2 separate regions of the Mus musculus genome follow, and region 2 is linked to region 1. Evidence: chromatin contacts called from public promoter capture Hi-C data. All regions are on one chromosome and are shown on one strand. The core of a region is the stretch at or near the end of the contact, and the rest is flanking DNA. Distances in the headings are between cores, read along the strand shown. Region 1 holds the start of Treml4 (triggering receptor expressed on myeloid cells-like 4). Region 2 holds the start of Tspo2 (translocator protein 2).

Evidence for each region. Promoter capture Hi-C pulls out the DNA fragments that hold promoters and counts their contacts.
Region 2: a contact with region 1 is called in a promoter capture Hi-C map of erythroid cells, with 13 times the contacts expected there. The contact joins the promoter of Tspo2 here to the promoter of Treml4 in region 1. A contact is called at or near these places in 12 of 39 promoter capture datasets (the 3T3-L1 cell line, 3T3-L1-derived adipocytes, the HPC-7 cell line and 8 more), 8 of 484 Hi-C or Micro-C datasets (the G1E-ER4 cell line, embryonic stem cells, erythroblasts and 4 more), 2 of 115 datasets of contacts at active chromatin or transcription factors (embryonic stem cells and fetal liver) and 2 of 9 other capture datasets (adipose tissue and liver).

Annotation. Positions count from the first base shown.
Region 1 is chr17:48,261,603-48,266,883 of GRCm38.p6, reverse strand. It overlaps Treml4 (triggering receptor expressed on myeloid cells-like 4), which reads right to left and starts at 2,589. Exons shown (of 6, transcript NM_172623.2): 1 at 2,444-2,589; 2 at 1,899-2,252. The coding sequence starts at 2,504. The region is part of intron 1 of Gm52308 (a long non-coding RNA gene); the gene reads left to right.
Region 2 is chr17:48,448,384-48,453,664 of GRCm38.p6, reverse strand. It overlaps Tspo2 (translocator protein 2), which reads left to right and starts at 2,164. Exons shown (of 5, transcript NM_027292.2): 1 at 2,164-2,212; 2 at 2,604-2,793; 3 at 3,595-3,782; 4 at 4,504-4,645; 5 at 4,865-5,230. The coding sequence starts at 3,613. The coding sequence ends at 5,041.

The DNA of each region.
Region 1 (5,281 bases), core at 1,340-3,839:
ATTCTCTGTTGTAAACTTCCATTTTGATTTATGATTGGAGCTTATGTTTAAACATGTGATGACCTTTTTGAACATGTGATCACCATGTATTCTGAAAACTGTTTAAAGTGCTGAGGACAAAGAGAAGAGTCAGAACTGAGCTGAGGAGAACTTTTTAGACAGAGCATTTTTTTTAGACATGATCTGAACAGAGCTTCTTAGAACAGAACTGAGGATAATTTTTTCGTCAGGACACAAGAGAAGTTTTCAGACAGAACTGAACTTCAATAAGAACTTGAAGTAAAGGCACAACATTGGAGAAAAGGCATTGAGAGTAAGAGCATTACTGTGGCACCAGAGCAGGAGGAGAGCAAGATTAAAGGGAGAGTGCAGAGTGCAATAATTTAGAAACTATAGGAAGCATAATAAATTAAGAGAGCAATGTGCAGAATGCAGAAGAAAACAGGGAAAGAAGAAAGAGCTGCCGAGAGAGCAGAAGGAACAGGCAGCCTTCTCCTTACCATGGGACAAAACAGGTCCTTTCTTAAGAACAAGGCAGGCTTAGTCTTATTAAAAGGAACAAAGCTTCCTTCTTTAAAACCTGGGTTTAATTCATTTAGCACTGAAAGGGTAAGAGCTTTTTCTTTCTCTATGCAATAAAGATTGGAGCTCATTTTTCATCCAGAGTGAGTGAATTCTTTCTGCACGGTTGCTTGCTCTTTTGCTCCAAATGCATATGTAAGCATGGGTGTGTGTGTGTGTGTGTGTGTGTGTGTGTGTGTGTAACTGTGAGAATGTATGAAACTTGGACCCAAATGGTTTGAATGGAAATGTATAAATGTGCATGTGGGAATCTGTGTTTGTATTTATGTGAGTTTATGCATATTTGCTTATGTAAAAGTTTTTTCCTTCCATGAACATGATTTTCTTCTCCTGGTTCAATAGAAGTAAGTTTATTGCTCCAAACTTCCCCTAGCCTGACAAATGAGGGGCATCTAGAAAAAGGGAAAACATCTCTTGCAATTAACCCTTTACTTAATCTCCTGCTGTTTTAGGATGAGGTGCTAAATGCCCGAGACTGCAGTTTCTAGCCTCTGAGGACACAAAAGTCAGGTCAGCTACAGTAGCAAAGTAACTTAGACTTAGACAAGTCAACTTTTTATTATTATACAACAACTCTAAGTATCTCGCAAGACAAAAGTCTTACCCTATGCCAATCCTTTTCCCCCTCTGCTGACTCAAGGAGAAGCGAGAACAAAAAAAGAGGACCATGCCAGGGTTGGCCCCTGGTAAGGAAGACCTCAGGGGCCCTTGTGCCAGTAGAAATTTGTAACTCAGGTCTGCCTAAGTAAGAAAGCAAGTAGGAGGGCTGAAGAGATAGCTCAGCCATTGAGAACACAGATTCTTGCAGAGAATCTGAGTTTGGTTCCAAGCATCCACATTGAGTGGTTCACAGCAACTTATGACTCTAGCTGCAAGAGGCTCCTAGTCGCTGGTTTCCATGGGCACTGGCACACATGTGGCATGTGCCCATGAGTGCACATAATTTAAAATAAAAACATTTCAACTTTTTTTTTGAGACAGAGTCCCACTATGTAGCTCTGGCTGGCCTGGACCTCACTATTTAGACTAGGCTGGCCTCAAACTCAGATCCACCTGTCTCTGCCTCCCAAATGTTAGGATTAAAGTTACACAATGCTAGTGTAAACTAACTAAGAGTCAGAGAGAGACTCCAAGTGCCTACCCCATGAAACCTAAACATTCTTTCTCAATGAGGAGCCAAGCATGACCGAGATGGGAAACTGTCTCTCCTCAGTCAGATCAGGTGTCAAAATTAGGGGGTCACAAAGAGAAGGGATCAGGGATATGTATTGTGCTTGGTCTGTAGAAGAGGGTTGTATCCCCAAGAAAGGCCTTACCTGGCGACACCACCAGGCTGATGTTTCTGAGAACAGTTACTTCTCTGAGGGAAGGATAATATGGACCACACCAGTAGAACGCTGAGTCATCCTCTGTTAGTTGAGTCATGGTGATGTTGAAGAAGCCAGCTTCAGGATCATCCCAGATTGTGTGCTGTAATTCCCTGGCTGCTTTCCGAGGCTCAGAGGTAGTGACCACTCTCGTACATTTACTTGGGGCTGTTTGCCGACACCACGTTTTCAGCACATAGGACTCCTCCTTAGGCTTGTATTGGCACTGCACGGAGAGGCTCTGTCCTACCATTCTATGAAGCTCTTCAGATACTGTGGACCCCCAGACACCTGGACAACAAACTGTCAGGTCAGAGGTCAGAGCTCTAGCTGTATGCATTCGTTTCTGGGGCTAGGGAAGCCAAGAGGCAATGACTTCCAACACTCAGACGCACAACATGGCCCCAAAGCCAGCCCTGGTCACAGGGTCAGCCTGGTTCCTTGTCCTTTTATCTATCCCACCTCTCAAACCCTTGTACAGGGAATCATCTCACCTGAGGCCAGGAACACCAGCTGCACAGGGACCAGGAGCAGTTGTGAGTACCTCCAGGCCATACCAGTCCAGATTCTGTCAGTAGAGGAGAGGAGAAAAGGAGGAGACCTCTGAACTAGGCAAGTCTTCCCCTAAGTCTCATCATCTGTGAGATGTAAGAACCAAGGAAGATCAGAGCTTTGATTGGGGAAGTAGCCAGTCTGGGAAGGCGGGCTTATGGACCCATAAGAGGAACAGTGGCCAGGCCTGGACTGGGGACTCCTAACTGCAGGGTCCATCTCGTGGTTGACCTAGGTAGATAGGTTCTGTGGACACATGAGAGGAACAGTGGACAGGCCTGGACTGGGGACTCCTAACTGCAGGGTCCATCTCTGGCCCTCACTCTTCACCCCTGCTCATCCGTGTCCCATCTCAGCCATTCCACACCACCCACCAATCACACTCCTCCATTATTGCTACAAAAAAAAAAAAAAAGAACATTGTAGAAAACAATATGAGAAGTAAGAGGCCTGTTCCTCTTTTCTTTTTCCCTGAGAAAGGTCAAAGGTCCCTAGAGGTGTGCCCAGAGTCCTGGGAATCCCCATCACTAAGATAAGTCAGGGCCCTCACCTCCAGTATGTTGTCATCCTGGAAGGTTTGTAAGCCACCAGACTCCAATGCCAGAGTGTAAGGATGGTCCCTTGGAAAGGGGGAAGTGGGGCTACTGGGAGGTAGAGAACAATGAGAAAGAATTGTCAGAAGGGAAGTCAAGAGGGAGGGACCTCTTAAGGGTGAGAAAGGAAGCAAGGGAATTCATGACCATGTTAAAGGACATGTGAGTGGGAGAGTGAAACCTATGAGAAAAATTATCTCTCATTAACATCTCACCTGCAAAACTGTGTGGAAGAAAGGGTGACCCAGGCTGGGTCTCCAGGGTTTAAACCTAGCTCGACCAGAAAACAGGCTGCCTTTCACGGTCCCACAAACTGTCAAGATCTGAGAGACTGAAAGTGGAGTCAACAATCAGTAGCAACCAGTTAGGGAAGGTATATGCACACCACATCAAGGGAACCTCAGTCTTTCACTGGCGAGCCCACAGTAGCAGCTGGGATACCACTGGCTATCAGAACACCTAAATTCTTATTGGTCTTCATGCATCTGCTCCACTCCCAGGGACTCTAGGGACCTCCTATGTAGCAGTTGATGGATGGCAAAGCAAAGAATAAAAAAATCTAATGGCCCTGCCTTGTACTTATGAGGGAACCAGAAGTGTGGGATATAAACGTCATTTGTTTGAGTTGGTTTGCAGAGCTGGAAATCAAACCTAGAGCCTTGTACATGCTAGTAAGAAAACAGCTCGCCATTCCACCAAGCTACATCCCCAGCCAAAGCTTTAGTTATAAACTCAATCTTATCTTCCCTGAATTACTGAACCGAAGTATTGGAATCAAATTTTATTTTTTCTAACGTCGTCACACAAGAGACTGAAGCAGTTAAGAAAAAGCATGTGTTGCTTTTGGAGAGGGCCAGGGTTCAGCTCCTGACAACCATGTCAGGGGGGCTAACAACCACCTCTTACCGCAGTTCCAGGGGATCTGACGCTCTCTTCTGGCCTCCTCGGGCATCCATATGAACAAATCCACACAAAGATACATACACTTATTCATAAGTAAAAACAAGTCTTACACTACACAAGATATTTAGGAAAATACTTTCTTCTTCATGGAGAACATTGAGATGCGTCATTATACATTTGTCAGTATCCAGAGAGTGCAAGACACCAACAGCAGATCCCAAAGAAGCTAGTCTGAGCTGATGGTGCCATGTCAGTGTGAGTTTACCCAGTGTAGCAAATGCACACTGTTCTGTAGGGACAGTGCTGTAAAGGGAAGATCTGTGCATGGGGAAAGGCTGGGAGGGAAGGTTTTTTTGTCTGTTTGTTTTTGTTTTTAGCTTCCTTTCATTTCTATAATAAAATGCACTAACAAAAGCAACTTCAAGAAGAAAGCCCTGATTTGGGCTCAGAGTTTGAGAACATAGCCTGTTGAACTGGGGAAGTTAAAGTAGCAAGAACTTGAAGCAGCTTGGCACATCGCAGCCACAGTCAAGAAGCAGAGAACAATGAATGCATGTCTCCTCGCGTTCAGCTCACTCTCTCCATTTCCCATAATCCAGAGTCCCCCGCCTAGGCAGTCATCATGCACCCATTGGACAGCTGTTAGATTGATTGGGATGATCTATAACTCCAGTCCCAGGCTGTCTGAGGCCCCTTTCTGGCCTCCATGAGCACTGTGCACACATGGTACGTTGACATGCACACAGACAAAACACTCATACACTATACAACATTTTTTATCTAATTTTTTTGTGGTACTTCCTTCTGCCTCTCTGCTGAGGGTGTCCGGATGCTGCAGGCATGCTGACCCAGAGGAAGCACAGCAAAAGCCAGAATGGGAAGTCCCACAGCCTGTGTTTCCCTTTGGGGCATCAAATGCTTAAATGAAGCAGCTCTCTGAGAGGATCTTTGCTTGGTCATATTGCTTTATTGGGAGTGGATGTGGGTGCACACATTTTATTCAGAGTGAACTAGGGTTTCTATACCTCTTGGGGGAAGGGCTTGAGAATACCCAGGAAGGGAAGGTCATTGACTGAAGGCTCAAGGCTATCTAGATACCTCAGCATAGAGAGGGACTCCAGGTATTGTGCCACATGACTGAGTGGCTCTACTCCTGCCATTCTGAAATCTCTGGGATTCCTGGGATTTGAGCTCCCCAGCCTTACCAGTTCTTATGCCTGTCTGGTAGCACAGTCCCAAATCCCCTACAGCTTTTAATGTGTATTCCCACATCTATTACTCATT
Region 2 (5,281 bases), core at 915-3,414, 190 kb before region 1:
GCAGCTGTAAGGCACTTACTTGATGTGGGAACTGAATTCAGACCTTCTGCAAGATCCACAAGCATGCTTAACTGTGTACGTAACTACTGAATCGTCTCTCCAGACACTAACTAAAACTTAAAAGGATGTTGGGGCAGGCCTGCGGCTCTCATGTCCGGGTTTCAGCCTGGAAGGCATCTTGGAACTGGAAGAGAAGAGGGAATCTAGGCGGGTAGAGAAATAATGGAACCAAGACAACTAGTCTGCTCAAGGTTCAAATTTTTAATGGCGGACACGCTTTATAAAGGAGAGGGGAAGCCCATTCCCACTAAATCATCCTTAGAGCTCAGCTGCAGGTGACCACGTGTAGTCTCTGGAATAGCTAGGCCGACTCCCAGCAGGTAGCAGCAACTGCAGTGGCAGAAAAATAAGAGTGATCCAGGGAGGCAGGCTCCACCCTAGGTGATCTCCTTAGTGGTAACAAAGTCAAGGTCTGGCTCAGCCTGCTTCAGGCTTGTGGGAGGCTACACAAGGAGAGAGGAGAAAAGAAAGGAAGGAAGGAAGGAAAGAAGGAAGGAAGGAAGAAAGGAAGGAAGAGAGGGAGGGAGGGAGGGAGGGAGGGAGGGAAGGAAGGAAGGAAGGAAGGAAGGAAGGGAAGGAAAGATAGAAAGAAAGAAAGAAAGAAAGAAAGAAAGAAAGAAAGAAAGAAAGAAAGAAAGAAAGGAAGGAAGGAAGAGAGGGAGGGAGGGAGGGAAGGAGGGAGGAAGAAAGGAAAGAAGGAAGGGAAAAAGGAAAGAAAAATAGAAAGAAAGGAAGGAAGGAAGGAAGGAAGGAAGGAAGAAAGAAAGAAAGAAAGAAAGAAAGAAAGAAAGTTAGTTAGTTAGTTAGTTAGTTTGGGCTGGAAAGATAGCTTAGTCAAAAAGTGTTTGTGTTGTAAGCCCAAGGACCTGAACTCAGTGACCAGAATCCACCTAAAACTGTCTTTCCAATCCTAGAGCTGGGGAGGCAGAACCCAGGGTTGTCCTCTGGCCTCCACGAGCACATGACACATCCCTCATCCACATCCACACGTGTGTACCCACACCATATGCACACACACGTGCACATACACACACACACACACACAAGAAAATATAAAAGCAGCTTTGTCCTCTTTCCTGTTTTAGTTAATTATTCTCTGGCCTCTTGTCCCTCTCTGCAGCTCCTTCTCTGCCTGCATCCTGGGTGTAGATGGAAGGGAAAGCAGGACAAATATATGCCAGAGAGCCTCGTTGGATGTCACTGGGAATCCACAGAGAGCAGGCAGCCTGGTAAAGGGGACCTAGAACCTAAAGGACAAGCAAGGCAGGGTGCCCAGAATTCTGACAGGGGACAAACAATGGAGGTGTCTGTCTTTGTTATACCAAGCTGTCTGAGTCACACAGAAAACTGGACTTTGCCAGAAGACAGGGTCACTCTCCCCTGACGCCCTTTGTGGTGGCTGGGAGGTAGATATTGGCAGGAAGCACCAGACCACTCCTGCCCAGGCTCCCTACCCACCTCCACTGCCTGCCGCCTCCATCTCTGAAGCACAAAGTGCTTGGGATCTGGGAGGGCTCTGCCAGCCTCCAGTCCCCAGCCAGGCAGAGGCAGGCCAACCAGGAGGCTGGAATCGGGGACTGTTCTCAGGGATCATGAACTCATCTCGAAAGCTGGCGCTTGCCTCACGTGAAGACAATCTGGTTCCAGAAAGGCTCTAAGGAGATCCGAGGGCCCCTCCCATCCCCAGGGACACAGAACTGGGTCACAGGCACAGAGAGCATGGGTACCAGTTGGACTGTGGCTCCAGGCTGGGCTCTTTACGGAAGGTCCAGATCTCACCATCAAGGGGGCTCTCACCAAAGATCTATGCATCAGGAAGGAGCTGAAGTGAGGGGGAAGAGGAAGAGGGAGAGGAAGAGGAAAAGGAGAAGTTCCATGGTGGAATGCTTGACAATATAGACATAAACCCTGGGCTCATTTAATTCCTCGTATCTCGGGCTCTCACGCATTTCTAACAGACCAGGGAGGAGCTTGTGGACAGGAGCCCTCTTGCAAACAGCAACAGAGACTCCCCCACAAATGTCCCCTCCCCTCCCTTTTCATAAGAGAAAGGCAGGTCGGTCACGAGCCTGGCTCCACCCCTTTCCAGTCCCTCGCCATCTTCTACCTTATACACATCCTATATCATCAGGCTGGGAGGCGTGTGCCTGAGGTAAGTCAGGAAGGCCTGGGGACAGGAGGAGTGATGGATAGATAGCAGGATGAAAGAGAGTGGGCACGGTCAATGAGGGAGATTACAGCACTGGCTTAAACACCCAGAGATGGGGAGATGGGGAGGCAGCTGAGTCGGTAGACAGTGAGAGGCAGATCAGCCCGTGACCTGTCAGTCACTCTAGAACACCAAAACAATTGGGTTTTTATTTCTGTCAAGTTGCATTGATCTTAAGACAGAGGCTGGAATACCCTGAGCAGGTGAAATTGATACTGGCTGGGCTCTTAGCGGGGAGGAGAGTCTAACCATCGGCCTACGAGCAAATGGCACACAAAGAAAGCAACATGTAAATGAGATGCAAATGCAACAACTTTTTTTTTTTTAATCAAAGACCAGGCTGTTGTGTCCTTGAGAATCAGACCACCAGAAATCTGGACACCTGTGCCTTCAGACCTGACCTGTGGGAATGGGGCGATGCGGAGCACATCCCTCAGACACCGGGAGCAGCTGAGAGAGAAGGCTTCAGAGAAAGGGACCCACGGAGACCGTTGGCCACGCCTGAATTGGGCAGACCAACCTGGGTGGGCCTCTTGCGTGTGCCAGTCTGCTCTAAAGAGATAAGATTGGGGGTAATGAGCAGGGCTGTTGGGACTATGACTGACCTAGCAATCCCTGGCTCCTACATTCAGAACATGGCTGCCATGTGATTTCCTGGGGAGATGCGGACAAACATCTATTCACCCCAGAAAGGGCACTGATGGGAAACTAAAGAAATGGTCCCAGCTAAGTCCAGCCTGGTGAACCAACAAATAAGCCTCATAAGCCTCCCTCCTCCCTTCTCCTTCCTCCCTCTTCCCTCCTCCCTTCTCCTTCCTCCCTCTTCCCTCCTCCCTCCTCCCCCTCACTTCTCTCCTCTCTCATCCTTCCAGGAAAAGAATGTTTCAATTCAGAGGAAACTTCTACACAACAGTGATACTTCCAGGATGGTCACTGTCAGCTTCAGTGAGGCAGAGTCCTTGAGACACCAAAGGCTTGTTTTTCTCCTGGAGGCCAGCTGATGCCTTCGGAGGAAGATAAAGACTAAACCTGGTCCTGACTTCCAGGAGTCAGATGGCCCTAGAGAGAGCAGTGTGACCACTTCAGAGTAACCACACTGAAGTGCTGCTCCGCGGTGTGGTGTAGAAGAAAAGCATAAGGCCCAGAGAAGAGTCAGGGTAGTGCTTACTAGAGATGGTTCAGGGGTCAGGACTAGAACTGGGCTCCAGGCAGGGGGTTCTCCATGACTAGACCTCCAGTGAGAAACTCTGGCTAGGTGACTGTAAGGTTTGGAGGTCCAAGGGGACAGAGGAAGGCTTATCCCAGCATGCTCTCTGCCTCCCCAGATCTTGCCTTTCTGGAGAATGCAGCTTCAAGGACCTGTCTTTGTAGGTGTGCCCCTGCTGGGGCCCATCCTGATTTGTATGCTCATTCATCAGCCATCCAGTCGGTGTGAGGATGAGAGAAAGTTACCCTGGTGCCCACCTCACAAGGTCATATTGCTTGTGTGGGTGACCATCTACTCTGTCATGGGGTGAGTATGTGGCCTTGCAAAGGTAGGAGCAGATCCTCCCGTGTGTGACCCTGGGCTGTACTCTGGCTTCTCTTCAAGTAGGGGTCCCCACAAGCAAATATGTCCTGTATACCTAAGGTTCCAACAACCCTCCTCCAAGCCTCCCCTTCCTGTCTTCTCTCCAGGACACCCAACTCCTCCCACCCACTTCTTCCCACAAGCTCTCCCGACTTATTGTGCTTTATGTGTGCGAGTGTGTCTGTGTGTCTGTCTCTCTGTGTGCTTGTGTGAGTGCCTACGGAGGTCAGAAGAAGGCATTGGCTCTCCCTGAGCTCCAGATACGGAGGCTTATAAACCACCTTCAGAGGGTGCTGGGAACCAAACTTACGTCCTCTGGAAGAGCAGGGAGAAGTCTTTTATATATATATATATATAGTGTGTATATGAGTACACTATCGCTGTCTTCAGATGCACCAGAAGAGGGCATTGGATCTCATCACAGATGGTTGTGAGCCACCATGTGGTTGTGGGAATTGAACTCAGGACCTCTGGTAGAGCAGCCAGTTCCCTTAACCACTGAGCCATGGAGCCCCAGCAGGAACTATTCTTACCTGCTGAACCATCTCTCTAGCTTCTCCTTTAACCCTCAGACAATGCTCACACTCACTTGCCCACATGTCAGAGGCAGCTTACTCCCTTATGCCGAAGGACCTTTATTCTACAGAACACCCTCTCTCTGCAGCTATGCCTCCTACCTGGTATGGAAGGAACTCGGAGGGGGCTTCCGGTGGCCCCTAGCACTGCCCCTTGGTCTCTACTCTTTCCAGCTGGCCCTCAGCTGGACTTTCTTGGTGCTCTTCCTGGCAGCCGACAGCCCTGGGCTGGTAAGGCACATGGCAGCCCCATGCTGGGAGGAGAATGTGAAACCGTAGGGCCCCTCGTCATAGTGTTGATATCAGGAACCATCAGGTGATACATTCAAAATTTCCACAGTGTGCAGAGTGCCCCAGGGATGGGATGTCTTGGGTCAGAGTACTGTAGAAAGGCAGAGGGTCCCGACTCTTGAGAAAGCATGGCTACATCCTTTCAATGCTTCCACCCAGGCCCTCCTGGACCTCTTACTGCTCTATGGACTGGTAGCAAGCCTGGTGTTTATCTGGCAGCCAATCAACAAGCTGGCTGCTCTGCTCCTCCTGCCCTACCTGGCCTGGCTCACTGTGACCACCGCCATCACCTACCGCCTGTGGAGGGACAGCTTGTGTCCAACGTACCAGCCTTAGCCATCCGAGGAGAACAAACTGAGGCACGGGGATGCAGAAGAAGGGAGGACGGCAAGAAGCTGGAGTAGCTGGGGAGCTAGGGATACTTGATGTGGCCGCTCTCCTGCATCTTCCTGTTGTCCTTTCTCCTTAGACATAGAAAAGAAGGGGTGCTTTCTGCCGTATAATAAAGTCCTGCTGTTGACCTTGAGGGCCTGGTGTAAGGTGGAAGTGGATGCATGGCTTGCAGGGCTGCAGAGT